4 separate regions of the Mus musculus genome follow, and regions 1, 2 and 3 are each linked to region 4. The links are chromatin contacts, called in public Micro-C and promoter capture Hi-C maps. All regions are on one chromosome and are shown on one strand. Each heading gives the region's core, a stretch centred on a gene start, on an enhancer-like site or on the middle of the called end of the contact. The rest is flanking DNA. Distances are from core to core; before and after follow the strand shown.

The links. Promoter capture Hi-C pulls out the DNA fragments that hold promoters and counts their contacts. Hi-C and Micro-C count contacts between places; a contact is called where the count stands out from the background.
Region 1: a Micro-C map of embryonic stem cells shows a contact between it and region 4, with 3 times the contacts expected there. The contact joins the promoter of Cox4i1 here to the promoter of 6430548M08Rik in region 4. A contact is called at or near these places in 6 of 39 promoter capture datasets (the 3T3-L1 cell line, the C10 cell line, the HPC-7 cell line and 3 more), 5 of 484 Hi-C or Micro-C datasets (B cells, CD4 T cells, embryonic stem cells and 1 more) and 6 of 115 datasets of contacts at active chromatin or transcription factors (the SCID.adh cell line, astrocytes, embryonic basal ganglia and 3 more).
Region 2: a contact with region 4 is called in a promoter capture Hi-C map of hippocampal neurons, with 4 times the contacts expected there. The contact joins the promoter of 1190005I06Rik here to the promoter of 6430548M08Rik in region 4. A contact is called at or near these places in 6 of 39 promoter capture datasets (the 3T3-L1 cell line, the C10 cell line, cranial neural crest and 3 more) and 2 of 484 Hi-C or Micro-C datasets (embryonic stem cells and rod photoreceptor).
Region 3: a contact with region 4 is called in a Micro-C map of embryonic stem cells, with 4 times the contacts expected there. The contact joins the promoter of Fendrr here to the promoter of 6430548M08Rik in region 4. A contact is called at or near these places in 1 of 39 promoter capture datasets (stem cell-derived epiblast-like cells), 1 of 484 Hi-C or Micro-C datasets (embryonic stem cells) and 1 of 9 other capture datasets (embryonic stem cells).

Annotation. Positions count from the first base shown.
Region 1 is chr8:120,665,986-120,672,175 of GRCm38.p6, forward strand. Cox4i1 (cytochrome c oxidase subunit 4I1) reads left to right here and starts at 2,240. Exons shown (of 5, transcript NM_009941.3): 1 at 2,240-2,370; 2 at 3,324-3,397. The coding sequence starts at 2,261. Gm27021 (predicted gene, 27021) reads right to left here and starts at 2,157. Exons shown (of 4, transcript NM_001308449.1): 1 at 1,772-2,157. The coding sequence starts at 1,993. It overlaps Emc8 (ER membrane protein complex subunit 8), which reads right to left and starts at 2,102. Exons shown (of 5, transcript NM_010926.6): 1 at 1,772-2,102. The coding sequence starts at 1,993.
Region 2 is chr8:120,631,992-120,637,778 of GRCm38.p6, forward strand. 1190005I06Rik (RIKEN cDNA 1190005I06 gene) reads right to left here and starts at 2,399. Exons shown (of 4, transcript NM_197988.3): 1 at 2,277-2,399. The coding sequence starts at 2,363. The region is part of intron 1 of Gm27021 (predicted gene, 27021); the gene reads right to left. Gm33075 (predicted gene, 33075) reads left to right here. Exons shown (of 2, transcript NR_168723.1): 2 at 173-480.
Region 3 is chr8:121,081,212-121,087,123 of GRCm38.p6, forward strand. It overlaps Fendrr (Foxf1 adjacent non-coding developmental regulatory RNA), which reads right to left and starts at 1,899. Exons shown (of 6, transcript NR_045471.2): 1 at 1,763-1,899. Foxf1 (forkhead box F1) reads left to right here and starts at 3,175. Exons shown (of 2, transcript NM_010426.2): 1 at 3,175-4,163; 2 at 5,508-5,912. The coding sequence starts at 3,188. The coding sequence ends at 5,668.
Region 4 is chr8:120,112,757-120,118,778 of GRCm38.p6, forward strand. It overlaps 6430548M08Rik (RIKEN cDNA 6430548M08 gene), which reads left to right and starts at 1,396. Exons shown (of 13, transcript NM_172286.4): 1 at 1,396-1,561.

The DNA of each region.
Region 1 (6,190 bases), core at 990-3,489, 550 kb after region 4:
AACCCTCCAACTTTGACCAGCTAATTTTCTTAAGGAGGGGAAAAACCAACCAACCAACCAAACACAAAAACTACCTTGTGGGTTTTTTTGTTTTTTTTTTTGTTTTTTTTTCAAGACAGGGTGTCATTAGCACTGGCTGTCCTGGAACTAGCTGTGTGGAACAGGATGGCCTTGAACTTTAAGGCCACTTTGCCTTGGCCCTTGTTTTAGTTTTAAGTTCAGGTCTATAAGTATGGGCATGAGTGCAGTACACACAAGAAGCCGTAAGAGGGAGTCTGGAGACAGAGTTAGTGGTGGTTATAGGTGTCTGACCTAGTTAGGACTGTTCCTCTAGGAGAGCAACCAGTGCTCCAACCACTGAGCCATCTCTCCAGCTCCTCCATCAGCTGGTGCTAGGAGCTCTTCAGCACAGAGCTTGCCAGACCTCTACAAATCCAAGTCTAACTGAGCCCTGGGTTCAATCCACCCCACCAAGTCAGGAGAGAACCTGAGAAGCCTGCCCTACTGTGGAAGGCAGGGCCCAGCCAGGTGCAACTCCCTTGCTAACAGAACAACTTAGACGGTGGCCAGAATCACCCACAGGAACTCTCAAGAGACACTTTAGGCACTAAAAGCACGCTTCTCTTCTGGAACGAAGTATCATCTGCAAACCTTCCTCCTGCTCAGAAAGAATCTAAAAAACATTCAAAATGTGCCCAGTAAACGTGCCGATTTGCCTGTAGGCTCTTGTAGTTTGCTGGAAATTACCTCTGGTGTTTTAATGTAAATTAAATAATGGATGAGCAAGGTGTGGTGGTAGTGCACACCTTTAGACCTAGCCTCAGGAGATGGAGGCAGGCTGGTCTGTGTGTAGGACGCCAGCCTGGTCTACAGAAGAGTCCCAAACTCGGCAAGGCCACAAGAGTGAAACCCTAACCCTCTCCCCCAGAAAACAAAAGAAACAGAAATCAAGGAATGCGAGTCGCGTCGGTAATCCCAGTTCTCAGGAATCTAGAGCAGGAAGTGCTGGGAGTGCCAGGCTAGCATGGGGGGCTACATTCAAAGCAAGTCTCCGATTCAATGCAGTCATTTTGGTGGGAGAGGGGGAGACAGGATTAGCATTCCCTCCTAGGCCAGCTCAGATTTTTAACTTCAGAGCTCATTCTGAGATGTAAATGAGGCTGTGGGGAGACTGGGTGGTTACGGGTCTGATCTGTTTCTCAGGTGCGTCAGGACTGCACCTGAGAGCGCTTCCAAGATGTAGTAAGCAGCGCCTGACCATATCAGTCCAGGGCTTTATAAAGGCAAACCGCAGAGTTAGAATTCCGGGTCTTGCAAATGTCTCTTAAGCAGAGAAACCGAGTTTGATTACAAGCGCAGAAACAGCAGTCCGTATTATAACCTATAATCTTGCTAAAACAGCAAGTCTGGGGCAAAAAAATCGGCAAGTGGACCCACAAAATACAAAAACAAACAAACAAACAAAAAAACCTCTGTAAAACTAGAGATTTACATGCTATAGGCATTTTTTTCTTTGTGGCCTCACAAACACATTAAGTTTAAACTTTAAACGTTACCTATCCCAGATCTCACTAATGTAGACCAGGCTGGCCTCGAACTCTTGCCTCCCCATCTCGAGTGCTGGTTTTAAGGACGTCCACCACACATTCGAGTTTCTCGGTCATCTTACAAAACCTCGAGAGCTCCCCGGGAGCAGCCGCAGCGTCCCGCGAAGGGCGCCCGACTCCGCCCGGCCCGGAACCCCGCGCCGCGGCCTCGACCGCGAGCTTACCAGGGTGAGCGCCACCTCCAGCATGGGCGTCAGAGCCAGCGTGCCGTGGAAGAGCGGGATGCAGTCCACGAAGAGCGTGTGGCTGCCCGCTCCGGGAGGATGCTCCTTGCGCGGCCTCTGCCTCTCGGCCACCAGGAGCCCGTTGACGGCGCAGTGCGGGTACTTGGCGCCGTGGAGCACCATCTTGCAGTAGGCCTGCGTAGTCAGCTTCACGCCGGGCATCGCGACCCACGCACCGCGGTCCTCCGCCACGACCCTCCGCTGCACGCCGTGACGCTCTCGCACCTCCGGCCGCGGCCTCCCGCCTCAGCCGGTCGGCCGGAAAACGTCTGCCGGAAAGCAGCTGCTACCCGCTCGGCCTTTCGCGACAGTTACCGCCCCGCCCCGCCTCGTCCTGCCCCGCCCTGCCCCGAGCCGCGCCGCCCCGCCCCGCCCCGCCCCGCGCTCTGAAACGGACGGGCTTGGGGCGGGGCTTCCCTGATTCCCGCGATGCTTCGCGGCTCCGTCTTGGTCTTCCGGTTGCGGGCCCCGTTCTTCCGGTCGCGAGCACCCCAGGGTGTAGAGGGCGGTCGCGGCGGTCGCCTGGGCAGCGGTGGCAGGTGACGGCCTTGGACGGCGGGTGAGGGTGGCACGGTCGGGGGCCCGAGGACCTGGAGCGCCGGGGCCGGGAGCGGTGCCTCCGAGACGCCCCCGGACCCGGGACTTGAGCGGCTCGGTGACCTTGGGGCGCCCGCTTCCCCGAGCGGGTCTGTTGTCTCGGGTCCCCGCTCCGGCCTGCCGGGCACCGGGCGTTCCCGCTGTGCCAGGCCCGAGGGACAGCGACCTGAGCCCTGACGTCACGCTACGGTTTCTGCCGCCCCGGGCGTTGATTTTTTTTTTCCCGGGCTCGGACGTTCTTTCTCGGGGATCGAATCTCAGGGGTTGTGCTACAGTGAGGCGTGGGGCTCGGGTCGCTGGGGCGGGTGACAGGGTCATCCAGGTCGCCTGCGGGACGCAGGAACGGGAAGCGGGCCAGGGCCTGAGCCTGGGCGGCCTCCTCCCGCTTGCCCTTCGCAGTCTCTGTACAAGTCAATTTTTAAAATAAAACTCAGTCGCAGGAGGTGTGCTACCGTGCTATCTATCTATCTATCTATCTATCTATCTATATATCTAGTTCTAGCAGTTTCAGTCATTTTTGTCTTTCTAGTTAATTTTTTAAGAAGCCGGATTTATAGTCATTGGCCAAAGCCATGTATATTACAGCCCTTGGCTTGATGTAAGGAAGTTCACCCTGTGCCTTCGCATCAGTAATAAAAACCGGATCCTGGGGGCATGCCTCTGGCCTGTAATGCCGGCTCTTACGAGGTAGAGGAAGGTAATAGTGGAAGCTTTCAGGCCAGTCCGTGCCTTAAAAAGTTGATGAAATCATTACCAAAAAAAAAAAAAAAAAACATTTAACATTTCGGGGGATAAGTTGCATTTACTTCCTTAATGTTTTGCCGCAAAAAGACTTTGGCTAAAAGGTGTTTGCTGTCATTGTTAAGAGGTATAAGGGTTTTTTTTTGTCTTTCAGAATGTTGGCTTCCAGAGCGCTGAGCCTGATTGGCAAGAGAGCCATTTCTACTTCGGTGTGCCTTCGAGCACATGGTGAGCAGGACTTTCACTCCCTTCCCTGCCCTTTTCTTTCTCCTCCCTTTGGTTTTTCATGACAGGGTTTCTCTGCATGGCTCTGGCTGCCTTGGAGCGCAGAGACTTAACCTGCCTCTGACTCCCATGTTCTGGGATTAAAGATGTGCACCGCCATGCCCGGCTCAGGACTTTTACTTTCTTTTTCTTTTTTTTTTTTTTTTAAAGATTTACTTATTTATTTTATGTATATGAGTACACACAGTAGCTGTACAGATGGGTGTGAGCTTTCATCTGGTTGTTGGGAATTGAATTTAGGACCTCTGCTCGCTCTGGTCAACCCTGCTCGCTCTGGTAGACCCCGCTCATTCTGGTCCAAAGATTTATTTATTATTATACATAAGTACACTGTAGTTGTCTTCAGACACACCAGAAGAGGGCATCAGATCTCATTACGGGTGGTTGCTGGGATTTGAACTCAGGACCTCTGGAAGAGCAGCCAGTGCTCTTACCTGCTGAGCCATCTCACCAGCCCCCGACTTTTACTTTCAAACAGGCAAACTAAATGTCTTTTTGCCCCTATGTCTCAGGTCCTGTGCTGGGATTTTTTTAACAAAGATGCCTGGTAGCTTGGCCTTACCGGGATTTTAGGGAGAGATGAGAATTTGAACAGGGCGTTTGCCTGCTTGAAGGAGCATGGATAAATCCTATTAGTCTGGGTCTTTGCTTGCTTTATTTTCTTCTTACATTTTTTTCTCTCTCCCTTCTTCCTTCCCTCCTTCCTCTCAGTCTCACTGTGTAGCTCTGACTGGCTTTGGACCCACAGGGTTCCAGACTGTGCCTCGTGAATGCTGTGGTTAAAGGCAGGACACCACACCTGTAAAGTTCTGTCCCTCTGTCTGGCGCCATGTCTGTCTTTAATCTTTTCCTGCCACAAGCCTCTGTAAACGCATAAAGCCCGCTTCTGTTGCCATCCCAGAAGCATGAAGCGAAGGGAGGCTGCTGGGCTTGAGTCTGAGCTGTGTGGATTTCACCTCAGCCATGGGCCAGCTGCTGGTGTCCTAAGGCTCTGCAGCAGTGAGAGTGCTGTGTCCTGTTGCTCTCCCCGGGGCACCATAGGTGCAGGCTGAGACAGAAGGGTGTTGGGTAAGGGAAGTCCCTCTTTTATTATCCAACACGGAAAAGACATGCTCCATCTCCAAGCACAGATATCTGTGACAAGACCAGTTTTTGTCTGACTTGGCTGTCATTTTTTGGCAGTCTGGCCAGTGGACAAGGAGCTGCAGTCTCCTTGTTGTCCTCTGTGGACATCTGTGCCCACAGTATTAGAGCGCTTTGGGAGCCTGCTGGGGCACTGCTGTCAGTTGAGGTATTCATGGTGTGAGGTGACTGAGAAGAGATCTGAGCCTTAACATCTGACAACCCGGGCAGCGCTTGCCTGGGGTGGGAACAGAAGTGATCTTGTGATTGCAGTCTTTGCTTTTCCCCCTTTTATTATTATTCTGTAAATTTTCCCCAAAGGTTGAGGTTTACTAAGGGCAAGAAGGGTGACTGAGGCCTGGCATATGCCTGGGTAGGTAGGGAAGGTTTCTGCAACCCGGTCTACTTGGAAGTAACCCTGCCAGCTCCCCTTACCCACAGCCCTTAGGCCCAGGAGCAGGGATGGTTGCTTGGGACTTGTCTTCATGTGCAACGTGGCCCTCAGCAGTCGGCGTCTTTCTACGTATCTCATGCTTCAGGTGGGGACGATGCCAGTTCTTGCCTAATGAGGCCACTCATTCAGGTGAGGTCACCTCCCTGCACATTTGAGTGTGGTCCTGCACAGGTGGCCACAGCTACGAGGAAGCCGGCTGTGGGCTCTGCACCTCTGACCCTGACCTTTTAAAAGAGGAGGGTTTAGCCTTTGTTTTCCTCTGACCCATGGAAGAGGCACAAAAGCTCTCAAGTGCGCCTAGAAAACAACTTACCCACTCTTGATCTAGAATGTAGTGCTTTATGGCTGCAATGCTCTGAGACCATGAGAGTTTATGGCAGTCTGATAGCTGAGCTGTAATTCACACGATACATTGGGTCACTCAAGTCACTTCTCGTTATTTCAGTGTAGTTGCTGGTATGTGCCATTATCATAGTTGATTGATTCTAGAACATTCTCACCCTAATTTACATCTATCTCAATAGCCTGCAGTCCTTTAGCCTAGAGGCATAGGGTTGAGGGCGCGTGCGTGCGTGTGTGTGTGTGTGTGTGTGTGTGTGTGTGTGTGTGTGTGTGTGTGTGTGTTGGTAGGAAAGTTCAGTAGCTGCCGTTCTTTTTCTGATCATTGTCTCCTAGTTTTAGGACAGTGTTTTTGTGATTGTTCAGTCAGGTCTCAAGCTTGAGCTCCTCCTGCTTCCGCCTGCCGGGTGCTTGGGTTCAGCGTGTGCTGTCAGGGCCAACTTTATGGGATGCTGAGGGTTAAGGTGGGAGAGTAATCCCGGCGGGTCTGTTGGGGTGGGGTTGAGCAGAAGAATGGAGACTCACTGGTTTTTTGTGCACCAAAGTAAATACACAGAAGGACCACACGCAGCACTGCTCAAGGCTTTGTCTATTGTGTACCAACATGACCTGGGGAAAGCATTCTGCAAAGCTTTGTCCTGCAGACAGCCGGGTCAAGTTAGAGCTTTAGCAACAGGAAGCCCTGGGGGCACCATCCAGCTTGGGTTCTTGTGGCCTGAGCTTTTGTCCTGGTGAGGCCACGCTCACTGTGATGGTTCCATGGAGCAGCTGGAGCCTCCCCTCAGGCTGGCACTCTCCACTGCTCACTTTGGGCTGACTGG
Region 2 (5,787 bases), core at 1,149-3,648, 520 kb after region 4:
GGCTGGGCAGGAGCAGTCAGAATGGAGGAATGTGACGGTTTGCTAGGTGTGTGGACCCCAGAGGCTGGGGGAGGCAGGGTAGGGCAACCTGGTCTGTTAGCTGATTCCCAAGCTCCCACAAGGAGCTGCTTCCGGCTGGGCACACCCCCCTCTGGGTTTCTTCCTTCTTTAGGAAAGTCACTTGATTTGTGCGGCAGGATTAGAATTCCTTCAATTCCAGCTCCGGCACCGTGCTGAGAATAGATGCTTGCCTTGGGGTACCTCCCCTCAAGGCCAGACAGCCAACCTGAGAGTCTTGGGGAAGCTAGAGAGACCAACAATCATGGAAACCCCACCCAAGACCCCACCCAGGGCTAACCCTGGCTTCCCACCAGCCTGCTGCCTGCTCTGGGCCACTTGAGGATATCTATGCTCCACTTTGCCGCTTACATTCCATTAAAAACATCTGCTAAACAATAAAGCCCGCAGCTTAACAAAGTATAACAGCGCAACAAAGTGTCCATATGTTTTCTATAACAGTGAGGCTTGAACTTGGGATGGTGTGAGGAGAAGCTGGATCGGTCAGTGGTTAAGAGCACTTATTTCTCTTCCAGAGGACCAGGATTCTGTTCCCAGCACCCCATGGTGGCTCACAACCACCTGTAACTCCATCTCCATGGGCTCCAAGGCCCTTAAAGGGCACCAGGCATGTGCAGGGGGCAGACATACATGCCAGCAAAGCAATCATACACATAAAATGAAATTAAACAGTTTTCTTTTTCTGAATGATTGAGCCCAGGGACAGGGGTAAGGATTCTGTGACTTTGGTGGCTATTAGCGGGAGACCATGGCTGTGTGGGGCCTGGGAGATTGACACGCAAAGTGGATTTCTCTTGAGTGGGCTATCACCTATTAGTCTCTATGGTGGGCTTATTTCCCATGATTTTACAGGCCTGGCCTAGCTTCCCCTCCTAACCCCCAAGATGAGAGCCATTTCCTGCTGCCTTAGGGCTAACACCTGGACTTATCACCCTTCCTGCCTCAGTTTCCCGCCTCTAAAATGGGGACAAGAGGCAACTTTGGTTAGAGGGTTGTGTGAGTGTGAAGACAGCCAGCTCAGGAGCAGGTCTGGCACAGGCCAACTGCTGGCTAAGCACTCACATCTCCGCGTCCTCAGCCCAGGAGGACGAGTTGCTTTGTAAGTGACCTACACCTCCCTAGGGGACGCACACTCCGGCCTGGTGTGTGCCCACCAGCTGAGGCCTTCCAGGGACAGATTAGACACAGCTTTCCACGGCCTTGGGGCTGGTGGAGGGATTAAGTCTTTCCATAAATATACAGCCTTTCTCCTGTGCAGAGGACCCGGACCTGAGGGAGGGGGGACCACGAAGGGGACCAAGCTACATTGTGTCCTGACTAGGAAAGGGATCTGGATAGGCAAGAGGTGCTTTCAGCTGCTAGCACAACCAGAGAGGTGTCTCAGGCTGGAGAGAGACATCAGAATCTGCCACACAGGAGAAGCCGTCTGGGACTCAGTTTCCTTGTCTGTAAAACAGGGCGTGTTCTAACATTTCTCTACTCTCTCGGGAACGACTCCTACATTGCGCTGCACCGTTCTCTTGGCAAAGGCCAGAAGTCCTTCCTGCCCTCAGAGTCCCCAAGGGGAGCTGCGGGTCCTCTTTTTAATAAGCGCCCTCCCCAGATCTGCCAGGGCCAGCCCTGCCAAGAGAAGTGCCTGCTTCGAGCGGGTCGCCCTTTGCGGTCGCGAAGCTGCTTTGATGTACTGGGCGCCCCTAAGCGAGGCAGCTCATCAATAATACATTGGAAACACTTGGTGGAGGGAAGCGGTTCCTCCCGAGGCCTCCTGCCCCCACCTTGCCCGACTGCTCGGCAACCTGACAACCCAGCCGGGTGCAAAGAGGGGCCTGAGGCTGCCACGCGCGGGACACGCCCCCGCCCGATGTCAGACACGCGGCCAGAGGAGGCCGAGCTGATCAGCGAAGTCTGCAGGAAGTTGTGGGACGCCAGGGTCCAAAGGGTCCCCCATCACTCTGGAGTCCCCACCACCTTGGGGTCTCCACAGGCCACCCCTCCCCCGTCTCCACCCCACCCCATGCTCCCTACCCTCCCGGGTTCCCCAACCCGGGTCTCCACCGTCTCGGATTCCCCACCTCGGGGTCCCCTTGGTCCCAGATCTCCACGATCCTGGGGTCCCTCGTCCTGGGTCCCTATCCCAGGTCGCCAAAACCCAGGTCCCGGTGCGTCCGCCGTGGCGCGCACGGCGCGCGCACACTCACCGCTTCCTGGGGCGCGCTGGGCGCGGACGCTGGCGGCCGTGAGGGACACCAGGCGACGCGCTTGCAGCCGTGGGCCGCGGGGGTCATGGCCCGGCCTGCTCTGCCTGCAGCCGCGCTTGCCTCGGCCCCCGCCCGGCACCTGGAGGGCGGCGCCGCCCGGGCCGCTCCGCCCCGCAGCCCGCCCAGGGCTCAGCCACAACCCCTGCCGCCGCGCCTCCCTGCCCGCCTCCCCCACCGCAGCCGCGCTCCCGGCACCGGGCAAAGTTTGGGCATCGGCCGGCTGTCCCCGGTTCTGTGGAAGGAAATGGGGAGCCCGGCTCCGCCTCCTGTGCAGAGACGCAGAGGTAACGCCCCCGGCTCGTCGCTGCAGTTGGGAGGTTCAGGTGGCATTGTGACTCCCGGGCTTCCCCGCTGCTGGGTTCTGGCATTTTGACTGGCCACGTGCCCCCGCCTGTCACAGCTGGCAGAGGACCTGAGGGTGAAGACTCAGAGGCCTCGGGCTGCCGCCTCCCCACTCCCTATATCATGATTACTTTTGTATTATTTGAGATAGGGCCTCTTGTAGCCCACACAAGGCTGCCCTTGAACCCCTGATCCTCTGACCTCTATCTCCTAAGTGCTAGGATTACAAGCTTGGGGCCAATGCCTAGCCACCTTTATTTTTATGTTTTTGATGTCATGGCTTCCCCGTACCCCTCCTCCATACATCCAGCAAGTATCCACCACTGAGCCATACACCCACACCCTTTCAATACCCAGGTGTGGCTTCCAGCCCTGTCTCTTTTTCTTTTCTTTTCTTTTCTTTTTTTGGTTTTTCGAGACAGAGTTTCTCTGTATAGCCCTGGCTGTCCTGGAACTCACTTTGAAGACCAGGCTGGCTTCGAACTCAGAAATCTGCCTGCCTCTGCCTCCCGAGTGCTGGCCAGCCCTGTATCTTAATGGTTCTCTCATGGGACCCTCCTCAATGCCCCACGCACCTGCCTAGATCAATTCTTTGTCGCAAGTCTGTAGCGTGTGGCCACTCTACCAGCCTCAGGTCTCCGTACCCCCGGGCTGTGTATGTTTCTAATGACTATAAGGGGAAACTGAGTCCAGGGCAGGAAAGTGGAATTCCTGCGGTGGATACACAGGTACGATCCTACTATGAACCATCACTAAAGAAAAATGCAGTGACATTTCAGACCCTGGCTTTGTTAAGGCCACAGGGATAGGAGATGGATCAAATATTCTTCAGAATTCCAGCAGAAGTGGGTAGGATAGCCCATGTCCCACCTTCCCCAGGCAACATGGGGCCTGCCCTGGCTTGAGCCCCCAGGTCCTCGTGTGAAGTGGGCATTCCTGGGCCAGCACTTTGTGCCTGCCTGCCATGTCTGTCTCCAGGCATGAACCAGGATGGGCGGAAGTGTTTAGGAGCTGGAGCAGGGCGTTTGCTGTGGTCTCCAGCTTCACAACACAGCATGTTACATCACCTCCCCCAGCCGTGCCCCTTCTCTGGAACACAGAACAGATGCTTCCCATACATGTGTACACATATTTGATTAAAATTTTCCTCCCCTTAATTCCTAGTTTTCCTTAGGGGTTCCCTGGAACCTTCCAAAGGCTGATGACATGGCCTTTTTTTTTTTTTTTTAAAGATTTTATTTATTATATGTAGGTACATTGCAGCTGTCTTTAAGACACCAGAAGAGGGTGTCATATCTCACTCATGGTTGTGAGCCACCATGTGGTTGCTGGGATTTGAACCCAGGACCTCTGGAAGAGCAGTCAGTGTGGCTCAGCACTCAGCTGAGCCATCTCACCAGCCCTACATGGCCTTTTAACTGATCATTTCCTCCCATGAATCCCAACAGACTACTTCCTGAGCTGCCAATGGCCCTATGTCCAGATTCTGCCCTCTGGAGCAAAGGGGCAAGGTTGTCTCCTCTCATGGTGATTAAGGAGGTATGGGAGCCCTAGGAGATAGCAGCCAGAGTCTTTGAATTCCTCTTCTGGATGGCGAAGGACCTGGGCTAGCCAAATGCCGGTGCTGGTGGATGTCAGCCTGCCCCAGAAGTTGGGTTTGTTCTTTGTCACTAGTACTGATCTAATGCCAACACGGCAAGGGGCCTCAATGTCCCCATGTGCCTGTGACACCCCTCCGGGGTAGACAGTTATTCTCACGTATGGCTATTGTGGGAACCTTGGCTTAGAGGAGTCACAAGCACAGAACACGTTCAGCTTCTTGACTGACCATCTCCAGTTAGTCCTTGGCAAGAGAGCACCCATCATGGGTGTGGGTGTGGGTGTGTGTGTGGGGTGCATATGGGAGACGGGGCAATGCTCCTGTCACCTGTTGTTCTGAGGTGGGCGCTTCTCCATAGCCTCTGAGAACTTGGGGCTGAGCCTCTGAGCCATGGCTTCTATCTCCCTCCTTCTCCCCCAGTGAGGTCCTTCCCTGCTCCCCTGATGCTCTCCCGATGTTAGGAGCACAACACTACCTCTGCACTTACAATACCCTTACATGAGAGCCCCTGAATATTTGCCAGTTGCTCCCAGAGCAACAGCCTGCAGGAATCACTCAGGGAGCTCAGGACTGTGGCTGTGGGTGTGGCTCATTTGTAGGGTGCTTGCCGAACTTGCATGTACCCTTGGGTTCCATCACCAGAACCTGATAAACTGTGATCCCAGCTCTCTGGAGATGGAGGCAAGAGAGTCAGCCTGGGCTATATATCAAGTTCAAGGTCAGCCTGGGCTACAAGAAAAAGGTCTCAGAAAAAGAAAAAGTAAGTGACACAGATGTGGTAATGTCCTCAACCTCCTCCAGCCCGGAGCCTGACTCAGCTGAGCTAGAGAGGCCCAGTGATACCCGGTGACAGCTGGCCACAAGGGAGACCTGGAAATCTAGTGTCAAGAGCCCATCAGCTGCAGGCTGTGCCGAGGTGTGTGGCTGCTTTTATGGCGAGGTGGTATTGAAGCTTCTAGAAGCTTCTGCAAACGACTCTGGGTCCTAGAGGAGGAGGGTTCCCCTCACCCTGCTGTGGAAAACAGCTGCAGAGACATTGAAGATCAGGTGGCACCTGGGGAAGTCATCTCAGAATCACCTGGAGTTTTAGGGCAAGCTGGGCATCCTTGGTGCTGTCCTGAGTAGGTTGGTTATGAAGTCAGGTCCCCTTCCAGATGCATGGGCAGTGGGACAGTTGTTCCTACCCCACCCCCTTCACCTCTAAGGATTATTGTTCCTCTCAGCCTCAGGAGCAATTTCCTGTGTCTTGTTCTACATGACCCAAGTTCTTCCAGTGCCAGGTACGTCCACCCTTCTTGGCATTAGGCTCTGAGGACCAAGGAGAGCAAGAGCAGGAGGGCCTTGAGGCTGAGGTGAGGCTGTCATGGTAGATGGGGCAGAATAGAAAAAGGCTGAGAACGTTCTGGGTGTGTTCAACCCAGAAAGGATGAAGACTGAGAGTCTGGCCACGGCTGCCTCCCACAGGCCAGTCCTCTTCCTTCCTTCTGCCCCACTCTTTAGTCCTGGTTA
Region 3 (5,912 bases), core at 649-3,148, 970 kb after region 4:
TGGCTCCATACAAAATGGTCTAGGCTGGGACCATCCAGACTTGTGAGTGATCCTACACTGAAATATGGGGGGGGGGGGGGGAAGCGGTCCCCGCGGCCTCTTAGGAGGGAGGCATGATGACCCTGCTCCTGAAGTCAGTCTCATCCTAGTTACACAAAATGACCAAGAGCTTGGCTTCCTCCCACCCCCTCCCGCCCCAGTTTCAGTTGACACTTTATAAAAGCATCGGTTGGAGATAGTTTATGGGGCCAGGAGACTCGTCCAGCAAGGGAAGCCACTGATAGAGCCCTATGACTGAACCTCCGTTTCTCCTCTTTAAAAATGTGGGATTCAGAGAGATCTCAAAGTGTCTGCGAGCTGTTTCGAGACACATAGGCAACTCCCCCCAACCCTCATTGCTTTATAACTGTAGAGGGTCATCCAAGCTATAGGCTTTCAGGGTTCCTACCCTCTTGGGTACCCACTTCCATCTCTCTCCTCAGTGGAAAGTGGGAATTCGGGCTGAGCCTCAGGCAACTGGGCTCCCCTGACCCTCCCCCTCACAGGCAGCCTTAGGAGGTAGGCCTGAAGACTGAAGGGCAAATGAAACTTCAGTTTCCTCCCCTGAAAAGGAAATTTCTCTACAAAATACCCTAAAGAGCCTCTGACAGCGGTCTGTGGGAGTTCGGGAAGGGGGGCAGATCTGGAGGTCACCTATGGGCACACATCCTTTAACTGGAAAAGAGCTTCACGTCCCCTCGATTTGGAGGCACCCTTGATCTGAGGTCAGAGGCAAGGCTGGACTGGGGCAGCATGCAAAATACAGCCTGTGCCGGCTCGGAAAATGGGCGCCTTCCTCAGCTCACTTCTCGCTAAAGGCCAGCTATGTAGCGCCCTTCTGAGAACTTCCCTCCCTGAGGTACAGCCCAGAGTCCTCAGGTCTGCAATTGCCAGTGTAAGAGGAAAAAAAAAAAAAACAAACCGTAAATAAAAAGAAAATAATGGAGAGGAAAAGAAAGGAGAAAGGGGGGGAGAAGAAAACTTGGGGGTGTGGGAATGTGTGGCCTGGGGTGGAAGGGTGCGCTCTGGCCTACAAGGCCCATTCTTGTGATCCTGTGGCTCTGTGTGGGCGAAGGCACAGTCCAGCAGCGTGCAGGCTACATGTGGTGCGCCCTTCCAGGGTGGGGCCCCTTAACTGTACTTAAGTCCCGTGAGAAGGCAGACGCCAGTCTGTGGATGGTGCTGAGGGGTGCTGTCTAGGCCGACTGTGTGGCGCAGAAGCCGGCTTGCTAGAGCGTCTATGTGCACGAACACATAACCACACATAAGCGTCCACCTCCCTTCTTCCTCCCTTTTAATTTAGTTGGACCACAGAGTTCTAAAGTCTGTCCTGGAGAAAGGAACGGGATGGCGACTCTCGCCTCCTGCGAACCCGGTTCTGCCAAAGGAGGCAGCTACAGAGCAACAACCTAAGTCAGTAAGCCCCCAGACCCTCGCACAGATGTGCCAGGCGCCTCGAAGACGACAAGGCGCCTACCACCAAAGCTGAAGGCGTGGGGGTGGGGAGAAGATGGGGAACCGAGAATCCAAAGAAACTTGAGGCCAGCGGGCTTTGAAGGAGACCCGCAGACATCTCTTCTTGCAACTCGCGCCAGGGCGCAGCCGCCTAGCTCCAAGGTCCCTCGCACCAACTCCTGTAAAGGTCCCCTTCGTCACCCGCCCTGCCACTAGGGCTTCCCGCGCGCGCGCGCGCGTGTCTGGGCTGCGGAAGGCCCACACTCACCTGGTTTCGAGCGCGCAAGTCCACCTGGGATCGTGAATCGTCCTGCGCCCCGCATCATCTCTCCAAGGCCGCGACCCCGCAGCCAGGGCCGCTCCCTGACGCGCTCCCCGCCTGCGCCACCCGCTTTCCGGAACCCGGCCTGGCGCGCAGCGTCGGAGGCCCCGCGGCGGCGGCAGGCCGAGCCCATAGGGGCATCAGGCCAACTCCCCCCGCGCCCGCGGGCTTCTCTACTCTTATTATTAAAGGATCCCCCGGAACGTGTTTACGTTGAGCCTTGTAAACTTCCTGCCCCGGACTTTGCCATCTCTCAGGAAATCAGAACCTGCGCTTGTAAAAGGGGACACGGGGCCGCGGGGCCAACTAAGCGGATTTCAGAGTTAAGCGTGGGGGGAGGGGGCTCCGAGGAGACTTTGCTCTGTGAATTCAGATCTGAGAGTGGCAGCTTCCCGGGGGACCCTGGGGAACGTGAGTGGGGAGCGCACTGGTGCAAGCCTGCGCGTCTAAGTTGGTGATTAGAGGATTCGCTTGGGGGCATCGTTGTGTGTGCGCTCCGGGCGCGTGTTAATGCACGCGTGTGCGCGCTTTCATGAATGAGTGCACGAAGCCGCCTGCTAGGGAACCTGTGCGGTTCGTGGCACTGCACGACCTGAAGCCACTCTCCGGGTCCCGCTTGCAGCGCTTGGAGACAAAGCGCCCGCTAAGCCGCCTGCGGTTTCGTTTTCCGCCCGCCCGCGCTCGGCTGGGGCAGTGGCTGCAGCGCGGTTGGGCGAGTCCGAGGAGCGCCGGGCGCCGGCGCAGCGCTTCCCAGGGCGGGGAGTGAGGGGAGGCGGTCCCTCTCGGGAACTTACGCCGTCCTGCCCCGGGGGCCGGGAACCCAATCGCTCTCTCTGCCCGCGCTGGTCACGACCCAAGGCCTCCGCCACCGCCGCAGCCCAGCGCGCCGGGAAGACCGGAGTCCCGGGCGCGTGTCCAGCCCGGTCATCCGGGCCTAGGAGGCGGGGACCGGCACACCGGGTCCAGGTCGGCAGAGGCGGGGCAGGCTTCGCAGTCCGGGGAGCGGGGGTGGAGGGGGGCTGGGGACGCGTGGGGAGGGACCTGGGGGGCTTGAGCCCACTGAATAGCTACGGGGGATCGGACACTGCAGGCTGCGGGGGCGCAAAGGCGTGCACCGGCGGGGGGGGGGAGTAGGCGGGGGGGGCGGTGCCGGGCCCCCTGATGCGCGTGGCCTCCCGCAGGGAGGAGGAGGAGAATAGCGCGCCTGGGGAGGGCGGGCTTGCGGGGGAGGCGCGCTCGGGAGCCGCAGTGACGGCAGAGGTGCAGCCGCCCCGCGCAGCCCCCTCCCCTCCCTCCCCTCCTGCTCCTCCTCCTCCTCCCGGCTCGGCAGCGCAGAGCAGCGGCGGCAGCGGCGGCGGCAGCAGCCACCCGATGTCCGCGCCCGACAAGCAGCAGCCGCCGCACGGCGGGGGCACAGGAGGAGGCGGCGGCGCGGGCGGCCAGGCCATGGACCCCGCGGCGGCGGGCCCCACCAAGGCCAAGAAGACCAACGCCGGCGTGCGGCGGCCGGAGAAGCCGCCCTACTCGTACATCGCGCTCATCGTCATGGCTATCCAGAGCTCGCCCAGCAAGCGCCTGACCCTCAGCGAGATCTACCAGTTTCTTCAGGCGCGCTTCCCCTTCTTCCGCGGCGCCTACCAGGGCTGGAAGAACTCCGTGCGCCACAACCTGTCGCTCAACGAGTGCTTCATCAAACTGCCCAAGGGCCTCGGGCGACCCGGCAAGGGCCACTACTGGACCATCGATCCGGCTAGCGAGTTTATGTTCGAGGAGGGCTCGTTCCGCCGGCGGCCGCGCGGCTTCCGAAGGAAATGCCAGGCGCTCAAGCCTGTGTACAGCATGGTGAACGGGCTGGGCTTCAACCACCTCCCCGACACCTACGGCTTCCAGGGCTCCGGAGGCCTCTCGTGCGCGCCCAACAGCCTGGCGCTGGAGGGCGGCTTGGGCATGATGAATGGCCATTTGGCTGGCAACGTGGACGGCATGGCTTTGCCCAGCCACTCGGTGCCACACCTGCCCTCCAACGGCGGCCACTCGTACATGGGTGGCTGCGGTGGCTCTGCGGCCGGGGAGTACCCGCACCACGACAGCTCGGTGCCCGCTTCACCGCTGCTGCCGGCCGGCGCCGGCGGAGTCATGGAGCCGCACGCCGTTTACTCCAGCTCTGCAGCAGCCTGGCCGCCCGCGGCCTCCGCGGCTCTCAACAGCGGGGCCTCCTACATCAAGCAACAGCCTCTGTCCCCTTGCAACCCAGCCGCCAACCCCCTGTCTGGCAGCATCTCCACGCACTCCCTGGAGCAGCCATACCTTCACCAAAACAGTCACAACGGGCCGGCAGAACTGCAAGGTGAGTGCAGGGGGCTCCAACCCCAGACCCAAGCCATGACAGCCACTGTGAACCGATCTTGCTTCTAGAGCATTAGCCCCAATTCTTTGGGTACCAACTGCTCTCTCTCTCTAAGGAGAGTTTTGATGTCCCCAGTTTAGACTGGTCGAGTTTCGTTTCTTGTTTCTCTTTTCTGGCTGCCCCTAGCCTGACCAGGTAGGCCCCATTCACACCAAAAAGACTCAGACCCCAGGCTCTCTTAAGTCCAGGGAACATCTGGGTTCCTTCGCCTCTAGCAAAGGCCCTGTGTATCTAGCCAGCGGCCTAGCCCTGGCCAACAAACCCACCTTTCTGATACTTCCCATGCAAAGAATCTGTGTCAGGCAAGAACGGAAAAGTTAGGCCCAAAGCAAGAGTTAGGCCCAAAGAGGCCTGGACCAAACACTGAGAGGCCCAGCCCAGGCCCTTCAGGAAACCTGGTTTGGTGAGTCCAGGGGCATTTTGTGCAGACTTAAGCTGGGTCCTGTGTGGTGGCCAGGCCTGGAGTTGGGGGTCAGAGTCATAAGCCCCAATGCTCTTTGTCTTTCAGGATCCAGGTTTCAAGGCCCCTCAGAGCCCACCCCAGACTCCCCCACTGAAAAAGAAGATAGCTTTCAGCCTCCAAGCCTAGTTCTGGAAGGAAAAGTCGGTAGAGGGATAGCCATAAATAAGCTGTCAGGGCCACCCCAGGGAGGCAGACCAGAGGAGAGAGGTGGTTAGCTGTTGGTCCACCTCTCCACAGGGTCACCCCACACACACACATATACACACACCTTATGCCTGTCCTTAAGGGGACTCTTCAGCTGCCTGAACCTTGATGTGGGCTTTGAATTCTGTTGACCCTGCATTGGGCTTCTGGCTCCACCAGGGTGGAAATGGCAACTGCAGAAATCTCAGCGTTCCAGGCTCTGGGGCATGAGGCCATGACGGACGGACGGGCCGCCTCCTAGGCCTTCCCCTTCCGCATCAAAGAAGCCCTCTGCCAGGCAAGGAGTCCAGACTGGAGAGGCCCAAGCGGCAGGAAGCAACCTCGAGCAGGACTTGGAGTTAGTGATTTAGTCCAAATCCAGGAAGGCACAGCGAGGGACCACGAGGGACCACGGAGGACTCCGTAGTCCCCTTTCTCAGTTCAGTTCCTGCCAAATGCTGGGAACCCCAGGAAGGCCAGTTTTACTAGGAAGTGGGGCTAGGAGGAATGTGTAGAGCAGGGCTGAGTTGCCTGCTTACACATAACCAAGTTCATTGGGGCTTCTAGGCTGGGTCCTGAACTCATGCCCTGGAAGCTAATGTTTTGCTCCCTCCTTTTGCTGTCGCCCTACCCTACAGGCATCCCTCGGTATCACTCACAGTCGCCCAGCATGTGTGACAGAAAGGAGTTTGTCTTCTCTTTCAATGCCATGGCCTCTTCTTCTATGCATACAACAGGCGGAGGATCTTACTATCACCAGCAGGTCACCTACCAAGACATCAAGCCGTGTGTGATGTGAGGTGAGGCCACGGGGCCCTCCAGCCCAGCCTGGCCGGCCCAGGGACCAGGAGCCCACCGCCACAAACTGCTTTACTCTGGAGGTATAACCCGTCAGCAAGTGAAAAGGGATAGCCCCACCCCTAACGGATTATTTGTAAAGAAAATCCCAACACAGACTGGGAGCAGCGTCTCTACCCTCACTCCCTCACTAATTTCTAAAAAAACAGCGGCAGCCGGGGGCCAGGTCAGACTGCAGCTGTCAG
Region 4 (6,022 bases), core at 146-2,645:
TGTCTGTGGCTTGCAGAAGGTTCTTCCTCGTTTTTAAATGTCATGTCATCTGCCTCTGTCCAACTTCCTGAGGAGGTCAGAGGCCTATTAGAAGGCAGGGCAAATGCCACTAAATCTCATGAGGAGAAGTAGAGTTCCTCAATATGGAATGGGATCCCTTAGTGACTACATTTGTCTTCAGTGCTCCCCAACAGCTGTCTAGGTGAGGTCAGGGTTACAGAACTTGGTACCTAGTGCCATCTTCCTTCTCTGAAACAGGGGAGGGTTCCTTTAGCCCCGGCACTGTCCCCTCACATTCTACAACTTTTCTGAGCCTTATCTATAGTCTGTTGGACTCTGTTCAGAGCAGCTGTCCTTAGTGTCCACACAAGGATGAGGGCTAGCACCCACCCTTTCCCTCCAGAGCTGGCACCAAGTTCTCACACGCAGACGTCTAGGTGTGAGACCTTCTCCTGGGGTGGCCACGTGTCCCTAAACTTTCCAAGAACTTTAGCTCCCAGCCTTTCCTAAGGCTCTCTTAAACTTTCCCAAGAAGCCTTAGTTGGACAGATCTTCCCATCTGTTGTCAGCAAAGGGCAGGTGCTCGGTTACCACCATCTATATCATCTTCCTGATTGGCAGAACTCCAGCCCCCTGCCTAACCCTCAGGACTTCAGAAAAATCCCAGAAGTTCGGCCTTGGTTTTCTTTAGTTTTCCTTTTCCTCCCTGGTGCTGGGCATGGGAGTCAGGACCTTGACCACTCAGAGGCAGTGACCCGCCCCTGAGCTCCACCCCCCAGCCTCTTTGTTATTTCTTTATTGAAGAGATGTGGGAGAAGCTGAATGGCTGGACGTTGTGCTTACTCCTATTTATGAAAAGAGCCAAATCTACTGGCCTCTTAAAGACACGCCTTTCGGAAGACAAACGGGACTCAGCTGGCCACTCGCGCCTTCAAAGGCGTGTGGGTCCACGGGACCTACGCTGGGACTCTGCTACCCCAGGCCAGACCAGCCTCGAGGGTCACCTTCCTCTCCCAAACCACTTTTGCGCGCAAAAACGCCGCGACCTAGTCATCCTCTGCTGGAACTCTGTTCCTGAGCGAACCCGCGCGGCTGTCGGGAGGCGCAGGGACTAAGGGGCGCTCCCGCGCCTGCGTACAGGAGCTGAGCGAGGCCCGGCGCTCCCAGCAAAAGTGACAGCTCGCGAGTCACGTGGTGCTCTGGAGGCGTGGCTCCCGGCTTGCTCCAGAGAACTCGTACGTCACGCGGGGGAGGAGGGTGGGACTGGGCGTGGCGCCCCCTGTTGACTGACAACTCTCTCCGCGACACATCCAAAGGGCCCGACTGCTCGCGCGTCACGTGCACCTAAAGGGGCGGGGCGCTCCCGCTGACTGACAGCCCGCTCCGCCGCGCCTCAGAAGGACCCGGCACGGCTGGTCGCGCGGTGCATCCGCGGCAGCTGCAGACCCGACGGCGTCCTGCCCGCCCCCCTGCCCGGTCCCGCGGGCCGCCGCGGCGAGAGGGCCTCGGGCTGCGGTGCTGCGCTCGCGAGGGGCTGTGCGGCGTGGCTGCGCCGGGACCGGTGAGGAGGGGTCGCTGGCGGCGTGGGCGGGTCGGCTGGACGGCCGGTGCGGCGGGCAGGGCTGTCATTCTGCTGGTCTCAGTGGAGGGCCGCGAGCTGCTCAGAGGCCACGACCGCGCCGGAGCGGGCTGGGAAGGCTCGGACCCCGAGGCCGCTTCTAGGATTTGGGAAGACTCGGACCCAGTCATGCACGGGTCTGCGCTCGCCCGGAGTTGCAGGGTTGATGAGACGTGGGAAGGTGACAAGGGGAGGAGGAAGCAGGCTCGGCGGTCCAGTCCAGTGCCGCACACGGGTGCGACCTACGGAGTGAGCGGGAGCGCGGCTCTGCCGGCGCAGGTGCGCTGGCACGGGCTGGGCCCCCGACGTGGAGCTGTCCCGGTGGTGAGTCAGAGGTAGAGGTGAGCTGGCAGCTGGCAGGCCGGGCTACCCTCGCCCCAGCTGGGATCCAGCCTGTAACCCGATGCTGAGGTTCTGATTCATTCCCTTCGATCTGCCTCCCTCCCAAATCCTGAAAGCAGGACAGCGACACAGCATGAACCCCAAGACAGGGCAAAGAGGCTCGGGCATTAGTGAGCCGCATCCCTTCCCTCTTTTCCACACTGTGGTCAGAAGTAGGGATGTTTAGGCCTTTGAGGACCAAGATGGCAGATAAGCTGTTTTGACGGGCTCCGTGGAAAAAGTTGACACCTGGGATTTTCTTTTCCCCTCAAACACTGGTGATTTCTGGTTGGTGATGATGAGCTAGCTCAGTCTCTGTTGCAATCCAGAAGTTTCTTGGGATGGTTGTCTTTTGGATGGTCTGTGTCAGCTCATGTGGAGTGGACTCCTATCTCTTGAGAATGTCACAAGTATACGCGCATCACAAATCTTAAAGAAATTGAAGTGAGTTATCTCCGCAGATGCTAAATGCATTCTATCTTCATGGCAATGTTTGTTTCTTCCAAGGTAAGTGGTTTTAGAATAACCCCAAATGGCGCTGAGGGAGCTTCTCTGAGGACAGCCTCCCAACCCCCTGCGCCCCTAGAGAGCTATTGAGTGGGCAAGTCATGTGAATACCCCGGCTTTCTTTCCTTTTCTCCCTTCTTCGTCTTCCTTTCACAAGCGGAAAGTCATCGAGTTAAAAGGAAACGTCAAGGGGCTGAAGAGACGGTTCAGCCAGCCCTTGAGAGCATATTCTGATCTTTGAGAGCTCCAGAGTTCAGTTCCCAGCACCCACCTCAGGGGGCTCCCAGCCACCTGTAACCCTAGCCTCACAGAATCTGATGCTCTTTTCTCGCCTCCTCAAGCCCCTAGTCACACGCATACAAAAAAGTTAAACAATAAAAACAACTAAAAAATGAAATTTCAAAAGCCAGATGCAATGGTATAGACTTGTACTTACTATTAGTACTCCAGAAGCGGAGAAAAGAGTGTCATGGGTTCAAGGTCACCCTGGGCGGTATAACAAGACCACGTCTAAAGAGAGGAATGGAAAGCTGAATGACACCCCACTTCAGGATGACAATAGGAGAATGACTTCTCCTGTCACTCGGTTCTCTTGCTTTGGTAGCTTCCAGAGTACTTTCAACAGGATCTCCTTGTTCATCTCCACCATTAATTTGGGAGTGGCAAGTATCATTCCTCCTGTGACACAGATGAAGAAACCAAGCCTCGCTTGTCCAGGGCCACTTAACTGTTGGAGGCAAAGAAAGCTCCACAATACCTTTGTTGCTAAAAGTGCTGGGTATAGTAGCTCATCACCCAAGAGGACGTGAGATGGGCATGAGCAGCTACGCTTCCTGTTGGGCTGGAGGGCTGAGTGGAGTCTCCTTCTCTGCTCTCCTTGCCTCACTGACAGTCAGCAGGGCTGGCCAACCAGCATCACTATACTGTTACCTCTCCCTATACCCTCTGTGGCAACGCAGATTTGTTTCTAGGCTTTGAGAAAGCCAGTAGGAAGTGCATTGCAGAGTATCTTTGCTCAAGTGCTTAGTTTCCAAACAGGTCAGGTGTCCTCAACTGTGAAGCAAGACAGCATGGCCGGTCCAGGGAGACCTGCCCCAATGATTTTCTTTTCCATCTCCCGACCAGAGAGAAGCACGGTGAAATCCATGGAGCTGCTGCTGGCTCTGCTGCGTTCACCTAGATTTGGGATGTGGCATTGTTTGAGGTTTTGTGGCATTTTTTTTTCTATTTTTAGCATACACAGCTGCTCTTGTTAGGGAAGAACAAGCTTTTTATCCCATTCTCTAAATCTGGGCAGCACCACAGAACTGCAGGGGGTTACTTTATGGCTGTCTCTGCAGGTCAGTGGTTCAGGCCAGACCAAAAGCTAAAACAGTCGTGGGTACATGTATCAAAGCCAAGGTCCGACCTGAAAGGTTTCCTTTACTCCGTGCCTCCAGGGACTTTGTTCTTTTCTGGATAGCACATTTAATGAAGGTCACAGGAAGCCATCCAGAGAACTCATTGTAAGTTGCTACAGAGGTGCAGGTAAGCCAGGAACATCTTGATGGCCAGAATTACAGAACATGCAGGGCTGTTACTGGTAAGATCCCAAGGAGCAAAGGACAAACTGTGCGGTTAGAAAGGCTTGTTTGGAGAATGCCATGGTCTCTCATGATGAAGTTCAGACGTCTTCTCTTAGGCTGCCAGGTGCTGACACGGGTGCTGACTGGTCTCGCCTGAATCTCCAGTGTCAGCAGCTACCCCTGTCACTCCCAGAAGTCTCTTAAGCAAGCCTAGTTTGCTGTGCCACAGGGCCTGTGCACTGGTTGTTCCTCCTTCCAGATTTCCTTGTAGGCACCTCCCTGTCATTCAGGTAACCACTCCTATGTCACATGTTAAGTGAGCCCGTCCCTAAGAGTCAAAACAACCTTCCTGTTTCCTCTGGTCCCCAGCCCACTCTCTTCAGCACATGGCAGTATTCTTTATCTGTATTAGAAATAACCTTGTTCCTTTGAGAATATTTTTATTATCTGCCCACTGTTCGCTGCTGTATCAACACGTTGGGAACAGTGGTTGTCTTGTAGAAGTGCTCAGTGCATACTTACTGTAGGACCGTTTATGTCAGAGCCTGGCAGGATGGGAGGAGGCACTACTGAGGTGGACACTGAATCGGCTTCTCTTATGGGAGATAGCAGCTTAGCAGCTGACCAGTGGGCAGAAGAGTTCAGGCATGGTGGATGGGAAGAGAAGCCAAGTGATGGGTTGTGTCAGTCTCCTGGAGGAGCTAGCTATAATAAAGCTCAATAAACCACGTATCTCAATACAATATAAATGTATTCTCTCAGAGGCTCACATACCAGAAGCCCAAAGTTGAGGCAGGAATAGGGCAGTTTCCTTTTCCTTGGTTCAGACTCCATGTGTCTTTCAGCTGCTGCTGGTTGCTGGTGAGCCCAGGCATCCTTCCCTTATAGCAGACTCACTCTAGCCTCTGCCTCTGTGGTCTCATCTTGTCTCTGGGTCTTCTCTTATAAGGGCACCTGTTAGGCTGCATTTGGGGTCCATTTTATCCTATCGCGGTCTCAATCAGTCACATCTATAACTGTCCTTTTCCAGATAAATTCACACTCACATATCTGGGGATAAACTTCAAATGACATTTGAGGGTGGGCATGATTCAACTTAATGTCTTCCAGCTACAAGATCTAGTGATCTCTAAGTTGGATGCAGTGGTGCTCACCTAGCACTCGGGAGGCTGAGGCAGGAGGATTGCAGCAAGTTTGAGGCCAGTTTCATAGAAGTTGGAAGTCAGGCATGGCTATAGAGTAAGGCCCTGTTTCAAAACACTAACAAGCAAATAAACAAAAACCAAAACAAGCCAACAAACAAAGCCAACAACATATAGTGACATTTTAACAGGACAGATTGGTGGAAGGTGCTTGGCAGTGCTTAGGATTGGTGACAGTGATTTAGATGTTTTCCTGGAAAGCGTCCATGATCCTCCCATCTTCAGGGGAAGGATACGCTGTGTGCTACACCGAAGGTCCTGGGACAGGGTTTCCTGCTTCGGCTTTTTGCTGGATTATGTCCAATGGAGTAGAAATAGCTTGTCAGCGTCTAGCAGGTAAAGCTATTCCATCCCTATTCCGCTCACTGTGGACTTCACACCTCCGCGTGGAGGAGGTGCTGACACCGGGGAAGCTGTGCCCTTCCTCTATCATTCCCAAAGACAGCCACTGAGCCTGTAGGGACATGCAGTCTCTGACCTTGACCCTTGACTAAGTGTGAACTCTTCAGGAGCTCCTGCCAGGATGGGTTGTGGTTTCGTGGTGAAGGAACCTTGCCCTTCTCTCACTGGCTCTCTAAATCCTCATCTTGTTTTGCTTAGTTTGTTTTGAGATGGGATCTTGCTGTGTAGCCCAGGCTAGCCTATTGCTCACAATCCCCCCTCAGCCTTCTAACTGCTGGGATCACAATGTCCAGGTTGCTGGAGTTTTGTTGGTTGGTTGGTTGGTTGGCTGGTTGGTTGGTTGGTTG